2 separate regions of the Mus musculus genome follow, and region 1 is linked to region 2. Evidence: chromatin contacts called from public Hi-C data. All regions are on one chromosome and are shown on one strand. Each heading gives the region's core, a stretch centred on a gene start, on an enhancer-like site or on the middle of the called end of the contact. The rest is flanking DNA. Distances are from core to core; before and after follow the strand shown.

Region 1 (3,871 bases), core at 797-3,296, 390 kb before region 2:
ACTACAGACCTGGTCTGGGCCCCTTTATTGTTCCTCCATGTCCCAGCCTTATGGTTTTGATGTGAAGTTTATTTGACTTGACAAATATCTCACTTTCTCTGGTGGAGTACATCTTTATTCATTCATTTTTAGCCTCTGCATATCCTTGTAGATGACCAAGTCTCGTGTTGGCATCGTCATTTGCTCTTGTTTTTGTAATCCCTTCAGCTACTCTCTGTCTTACTAGATTATGTGATCCGTCTGCATCCAGGGCAATTACTGACCACTAAGAACCTGCTGCTGCTGCTGCATTGCGGCTGGTTTTCTAGTGTGCCTTTTCTTCCTTTCTTTTCTCCTACCATCTTCACTGCTGAGTAACGTTTCTTAGTCATTACGTTTGGTTCCCTGCCTTAGATTTTAACTTTTTACTTATAATGACCATGAAGCCCATAAAGAACCTCTTAATATGTAAAACAAGTTATGCTGAACAGAGCTGTGACCGTTTTCACTACAAAGGCAAAACCAAAACAAACTACCCTTCCCTTAGCTTCATTTCTCTTCTTGTTTTTAGTTTTGTTGTCAAATTTTAAATCATTTTATATTTCTTATCCTGTAAGAATTGATTGGAATTGTTCCTTTGTTAGTGTTTTTAAATCTTCCTGCTGAGAGCACAGGGGCTGTGGCTCTCAACTTTGAATATTCAAGGATTTTCTCTGAGTATTTCAGGGGTTAAACCTTCAGATACTTCTTCCACACTCAAAATTTATTTCTATGTATATGAGTGTTTTGTCTGCATGTCTGTCTGTACACCATGTACATGCCTGGTGCCTGCAGAGATCGGAAGATGTCAGATAACCCGGAACCGGAGTTAAGAATAGTTGTGAGCTGCCATATGGTTGCTGGGAACTGAACTCAGGTCCTCTGGAAGAGCAGCTAGTGCCCTTAACCACTGAGCATGTCCCTCCTCCCCAGCTTCGCATGGTTTCATGGTGCACATTTGCATTGTCTCTTATTTTTTGGTTTTGGTTTTGGTTTTTCGAGACAGGGATTCTCTGTGTAGCCCTGGCTGTCCTGGAACTCACTCTGTAGACCAGGCTGTCCTCGAACTCAGAAATCGCCTGCCTCTGCCTCCGGAGTGCTGGGATTAAAGGCGTGCGCCACCACCGCCCGGGGTATCTTCTCTTTCTTTTGAGCATCCTTTAGCTTTTATTAGGGAAGGGTGTCCGGCAGCTTTCCCCTTCAGTATCTGAAGTCCCCTGCAGTGCTGCCATTCTCTCACCTGCCCTGTGCTGCTCTTGAATGTTCTCTTTGACCTTTGAGAATTTGACTCTGTCCAGACTTTTGATCTTCCCATCTTTTTACATTTCTTGGGTTTATAGAGTTTTCTGTTATTCCTTTGGATAAACTTTGCACTTTTTGTCATTCTCTAGTTTTCTTCTGGACACCTTTGGATGGTATCTCCTAAAATGCTGACATTTTCTTTCTTCCTTCTCACTCATTTTCGTTTTCTTCTTTATTTTCAAGCAGCCTATCTTTAAAGCTCACTATTCTTTACTCTGGTTGATCAGTTCTGTGGTTTATGTCATCTACTTCAATTTTCACTGGTTTTTTTCCTTATATTTTTTGTTATCTGGAAGGATAATTGATGGAAATAAAGATTCTTATTCCACCTTTCATCTTGACTTTTTTCTTCCCTCCCTCCCTCCCTCCCTTCCTAACTTTGAGAGGTTCTCAAAGTTATATATGCAGTCTTGGTGAGTGTAGAACTCGTTGTATACTCCATACTTGAATTCGAGAACCTACTGCTGATGCCTGCTAAGTGCTGGAATTAAAGCTGTGCGCCATCATTCCTGACTCAGAGTTCTGTCCATTTTGATGGGGGAAATATCCTACATCTAATTACTCAGGAAATAGCCTGCCTATCCAGTCTTTGCAGCTGATCTATTGCAAACAGTGGGTTGTATGGTATAGAGGTTGAAAGTTAGAAAGTCAGTGTTAAGAAATGTATGAATTCTGTGCTTCTGACCCATCTCCTCCCCAGAAGGCTGGGTTAACTAACATGTTAGGTTTAAGGATTCTTCACCAGGTCCTTTGCCTAACTCGGCAGTCATCTCTGGGAACTCTATTAAGTCTCACCACTAGGGGGAGGTGTTCACAATAGAAAGATTTTTTTTTATAGTTTTTTTTTTTTTTTAAAGGCGTCTTTATCCTTTTTTTTCTCTTTGACTCCAATAGGCTCCCCTGATTAAGAATCACCCATTATGACATTGCCATGTTTCTGCCTTGATGATAATGGACTGAATTTCTGAACATATAACCCACCCCAATTAAATATTATCCTTATGAAAAGAAAAAATTACCCATTATGAATTTCTAAGGTCTGCCAACCTAGCAAAGACTCGAGGTGGTGGGAGTCAGGGTGATTGAGAAGCACAGAGGAAAAGAGAGGTGGGGTCTGGCTGACCTGAGAGCAGCAGCGCGAGCAGGGAGCCTTCCTGTGCAGGACCTCAGGCCGCTGATGTGCTGATGTTGAAAATGAAAGGGCACATTGATGTGTCGGTGGGAGGAAGGCATTAGGGCAAGTCACTGAGTGGCTGTGGGACCCTCATAGGGGATCAGTAGGCCATGAGGATAGGGGCTCTGCAGTAGCTGCTGGGAGGCAGGGTGTGGTTGGGACTGGGGAAACGTGCATCACACAAGTGGCCAGCATCTGAATATATTTTATAGATGAGTCCAGTAGGCATACATTACCAATATTCAGAGTTCCATCCTTCATTTCATCTCTACAAGACAGTACTGAATGAAGCAGGTTTGGTGTTCTTTAATTTAAAGATATCGAAGTGCAGAGAAGTTACTGCCTGAGATCACCTGGCTGCAGTGTGGGACCCGATCCAGAACTCCTGGACTCGGCCACTGCTGCCTTCCCTCCCAGAGGTTTCAGGAAGATGGCCTGCATTCCTGCTGTCACCTGCACATCCTGGTCAGCCTGGGCTTTCTAGATTACAGAATCGACAAGGAAAACATTGCAGATAGTCTTAGAAGACAGAGTTGATGGTGTGTGGGGCCCGAGCTGGAGTTCAGCGAGGGTAAAGCCTGGAGTCCTTTCCTGGACCACAGAAAGAGAACAGTGAAGAGTGCCTGCCAGAGAGACGGGGTGAAAACAGAGGAAGGAAGCAGAAATGAAGATGACCAGGAGAGTGAAGGAGGCTGGAAGGAGAGCCAAGAAAATGGGGACATACCACGTGTGTGGGGTGCTCAACATGCAGTATATACTTACATGAAAATTAAAAGTATATATTTTATCAAAGAGAAAAGTATATCTTCAGAGTACCAAAAAGAGAAATGAGTTTATGTATAACTCACTGAGTTTCCTTGGGTTGTGTCTTTGTTTTATTCAATAAGCATATATTTTAATGACTGTTTTTCAGAGAGAATTGAAGTACCTGTACTCAAAAGGAGGCGCGAGGTGCTGCCATTGAATATAACCACGCCAGAAGAAACAGAAGAAACAGCTGCTGCCAGTGCCACTGAGGATGGAGTTTCTAGACTCCCACCTCACAGGGAGGAGGAATCCTGTCTTAATAGCTTAAAAGATAACACTGTGCAGTGGAAACAGCCAGCCTCTTCATGTGTGCAGCCAGCCAGCCTCTCTCCTCATAAGAACCTGCATCTGGATACACAGCCGAAGAAGGAGAAGAAGTGTGTGAAGCTTGTGGATAGTCCGGCCAACATTGAGGTCTTACATGAACAAAGTGGGAATACCCCCAATTCTCCCAGGTCAGTGTCTTTCTGCCTGGCTGCCAGTAGCCTTCTCCATCATTCCTTTCTCACCGCCTGCATTGTGCCGTGTGGCTCTGTCTATGTTCCCAGCACTGTGTGCACTGGAGCCCTG
Region 2 (3,631 bases), core at 470-2,969:
TGAGGCTCATATTACTACCACCAAGGATTTTCCCCACTTGACGTGTGGACCTTCACCTTGGGGTGCTGCAGAGCAGGTCAGCTTCGGACCTGGGCAAACTGGTACCCCAGTGGGACCATCACTGGCCACGTAAGGACATAGCTTTCAGCACCAGGAAAGGAAGACAGAGAGAGAGAGAGAGAGAGAGAGAGAGAGAGAGAGAGAGAGAGAGAGAGAGAGAGAGAGAGAATGTGGGAATCATTCAGCAAATGCTGGGAAATGCACTATTATGTCATTGAAGTTTTAACAAAATTATCTCCAAATAGCCCAGTGCCTTTTGGCTTGTGTTAGTGGAGCTATGCAAATCTGATTTGGGGCAAGTGACTTTAAGTGTGTTCTTAAAGATAAGACTCTGCAGAATCTCTTGTGCTGTTTCCCGGCACTGGGGACAGTCTTTAGAACAAAATGTCTGCCCTTGGCCTTGGCTGACCACCATCTCAGTCAGCATTGTTTTCTACGGGCAGTGAAGCAAGCTGTGGATTCTGAAGGGATCTGACAAGTGGGGAACTATACCATAGTTCTCTCAAGGCCTGAGGAGCCCATTTAATGGCTTTGGTCCCTTAGTTCCTTTGTTTGCAAAGCATCAGCCTTAACAAATAGCAGGCCCTTGAGAAGCAAGAACTGGGTGGTGGTGGTTGCTGATGCTGTTGCTGATGCTGTTGTTGTTGTTGTTGTTGTTGTTGTTGTTGTTGTTATTGTTCTCCTTCTCCTCCTCCTCCTCTTCCTCCTCCTCTTCCTCCTCTTCCTCCTCCTCTTCCTCTTCTTCTTCCTCCTTCTTCTTTTAAATTACATTATTTATATCTTGTGTGTGTATGTGTACATACATATGATCATGCAGTCACAGAACAACTTGCAGGTGTCTATTTCTCCCACTGTGTGTTCCTGAGATCCAGATGGTTAGACTTGGTCACAAGCCCCATTAAGCACTAAACCATCTTGCTGGTCCTTTGTTGTTGTTGTTGTTGTTGTTGTTGTTATCTTTCATGTTCAAGTCCTTTTTCCTGACTTGACATGATGACAGGATCAGAAGATTTCATGGCCCTTTGTTGGGATGTTCAGTGAACATTAAGATGCAGGGTGTGTCTGTCAGCTTTGCATTACTATAACAAAGTACCTAAAGCAGGCTAGTTATAAAATAGCAAAGGTTTAAACTGTCCATATGGTGGAGACTCTAGAGCCCAGCCCCTCTCTTCTTTCACTCATTACATGAAGATCTAAGGGCTCTGGTGATACCGGATGCCACAGCAAGTGGCCATATACCAAGCTAGAAAACAGAGAAAGAGGTGGCACCAAACTCCCCGGCCTTTATAGCAATCCTCTCCCACACTATTAAGGAGCCCATAAGAACTACTTGCTAATGGCTTATCCCCTAAGGATGACTCCCCATGGAGAAAGAACAGACCACTGGAACCACTGTAATGAAAGAGGCATGAGCCTCAGGTCCCTGTTGTCCCCACTAGGACACAGCTCTTCTTGAGTTACTTGAAGGAATTAATTCTGTCAAGTGGCCCTTCACAATCAAACCCACCTTTCTAGACTTGTTGTCAGATTCATCCAGGGCACCCATTTGTCTTTAAGTGGCATCCACCAGGGCTTTCTCCAATAAACAATCATGTTCAGTGACTCAGTGCGTAGGAAGGGCGGTAGGAACAGGACAGCAGGGAAGTCATCAGGGGGCTGAGGTCTGGGAAGGAGAAGTCCAGTTCTCAGCAGACCCCATGGCCTCCCAGAGGCCAGACCCAGGCACTAACCCCATTCAGCATTTCCCGAGTTCGGTGCACTCAGGAATTGCAGATTTCTTGAGTTTCATTTCTTTTTTTCTGAAATAACTTCACTTTCTTTTTATGATCAAAAAAAAAAAAAAATCCTCAAGCACCATTTCTTTAAAAATAGGAATTACAGAGAAAACCCGCTTCCTGAAGCCTCTTCCTGCGTGTGTTCTTACCTTCTAAACGTCATTTGAAGCCAGGAGAGCCCAGGGCTTTATTTGAAAGATGGGGGGAAGGCGGCAGCAGGCAGGATCTGACCTTGGCCCCTAGTTTTTCTTCTCCATGGCCACATTTTCTCCTCATTCAACTCAGCAGAACTTACACTGCAATATGTGGTCTTTCACATGACATAGGATGCCTGTGGAGGCTCCCAGGGATGGAGTGACAACTCCTGTCTCCAAGGACACTGCTTCCTAGTGGAGAGGAACATGAGAGATTGATGAAAGAAATCCCAATGTAATGTGAAAAACCGGCATCCTGTGCAGTGCCGTGGGCACTCAGGATGGAGTGACCAACAGGGACCAGGGATAGGAGCGAAAGAGAAAGTCGCAAAGAGAAGACCATGTTTAATTTGGTGTTTGCTGTTGTCATAGGTGTTTCAAGGGACCTGGCTCCCAATTTTGGCAGACCTTAAAAGATCCCTATCCCCCAACACCCCCTTCCCACTCTCCATATCTTCTGCTTTGACAAATGGCTCCTCTCTCCTGCCTCCATTCATTCGGTTGAAAAGTGGCACTTGTCGTAAATACCTTGTAGGAAATGCTTGAGGAGTAAATGGGAGGGAGCAGACAAGTGCTGGTCATTACCACTGTCAGGTGGAGGAAACAGAGAGCTCATGATTACTGTGTCGTTGTCGTTGTTGTTTGGTTTTGATTTTGATTTGCCATGGAGCCTCACTTTGTAGCCCAGACTGGTTTTGAACTTGTTGTCTTCCTGCCTTGGTCTCAGAGATGCTGAGATTCCAGGCTTCTGCTGAAATCATCACTTATTAACAGTATATTGTGAACCCCAACTTTTATCCTCCCTCAGAGTACAAATTATTCCCCGTGAAAGATGGGTGATGGATGGTGTTCCGGGCAGTAGTGAACGAAGATTCGCCCACAGGTACTTAATACCCTCTGACTTCTCAAGAGATGATGAGATAGGAAAGGAGCTAGCAAGAGGTTGAGGTTAGGGTGTAAATGTTAGCTTGGAGACCTGTTATGAGCCTTGTTTGCTATGGAAGTGAGCATCTGCGCTCTGGGGTAGTGGTGATGCGTACAATTACAGACACAAATCGGGGATGATTTAGCCAACTATGTACCTCAAAAGGCTCCCTCAAGGAGTTTACTACACAGTGGGGGGAAGGGCAGGATGATGGACAGAGTCCCAGCAGGATTTACACCTTCATCTTCAGATCAAAGTGGTTTGACATCCAGGTAGAGTGACCTCTGCTCACTTCGGGGGCGCGGTGGGGGGAGGGGGAGGGATGTGTGTGGGGTGGGAAACGCCCTCATTAGACCACACAGTCTGTGAGGTCAGGTCTTCAAGTGCATTTTCACAGTGTCCTTGGCCACAGGCATGGCACAGAGAAGATCCTCTGTAAGTATTCTGTAAGTGACCCCTGGGCTGAGGTTCATCTACCTGTTGTCAGACCCTGGGGTACCTGTTAGTGGAGGAAGTCAGGGCCAGCACTCTGAATTTATAAACATTGATGCTTTGAGTTACATTTTGATTTTACTCTTTAATTCTCGTCTCAACTATTAAAGAGATAATATTTTGTATTTGAAAAAAAATTGCAAACAGAGAACAATGACTTGCAGCCCCAAGATCCTTCTGTCATC

What was found. A called contact is a pair of places that touch in the nucleus more often than the background predicts.
Region 1: a contact with region 2 is called in a Hi-C map of bone marrow-derived macrophages, with 21 read pairs. The contact joins two enhancer-like sites. A contact is called at or near these places in 8 of 484 Hi-C or Micro-C datasets (B cells, CD8 T cells, Th17 cells and 3 more), 3 of 115 datasets of contacts at active chromatin or transcription factors (bone marrow-derived macrophages, embryonic stem cells and regulatory T cells) and 3 of 9 other capture datasets (adipose tissue, bone marrow-derived macrophages and liver).

The regions. Positions count from the first base shown.
Region 1 is chr11:34,813,211-34,817,081 of GRCm38.p6, reverse strand. It overlaps Spdl1 (spindle apparatus coiled-coil protein 1), which reads left to right. Exons shown (of 12, transcript NM_027411.2): 11 at 3,408-3,756. Among named protein-coding and RNA genes, the nearest start is that of Spdl1, 18 kb to the left of the region's middle. Within about 2 kb of position 2,046, at least 2 of the 459 cell types and tissues checked have an H3K27ac peak or open chromatin away from gene starts, as enhancers often do. A contact at or near this core is called in bone marrow-derived macrophages, where this site is marked.
Region 2 is chr11:34,425,534-34,429,164 of GRCm38.p6, reverse strand. The region is part of intron 27 of Dock2 (dedicator of cyto-kinesis 2); the gene reads left to right. Among named protein-coding and RNA genes, the nearest start is that of Gm29887, 80 kb to the left of the region's middle. Within about 2 kb of position 1,719, at least 8 of the 459 cell types and tissues checked have an H3K27ac peak or open chromatin away from gene starts, as enhancers often do. A contact at or near this core is called in bone marrow-derived macrophages, where this site is marked.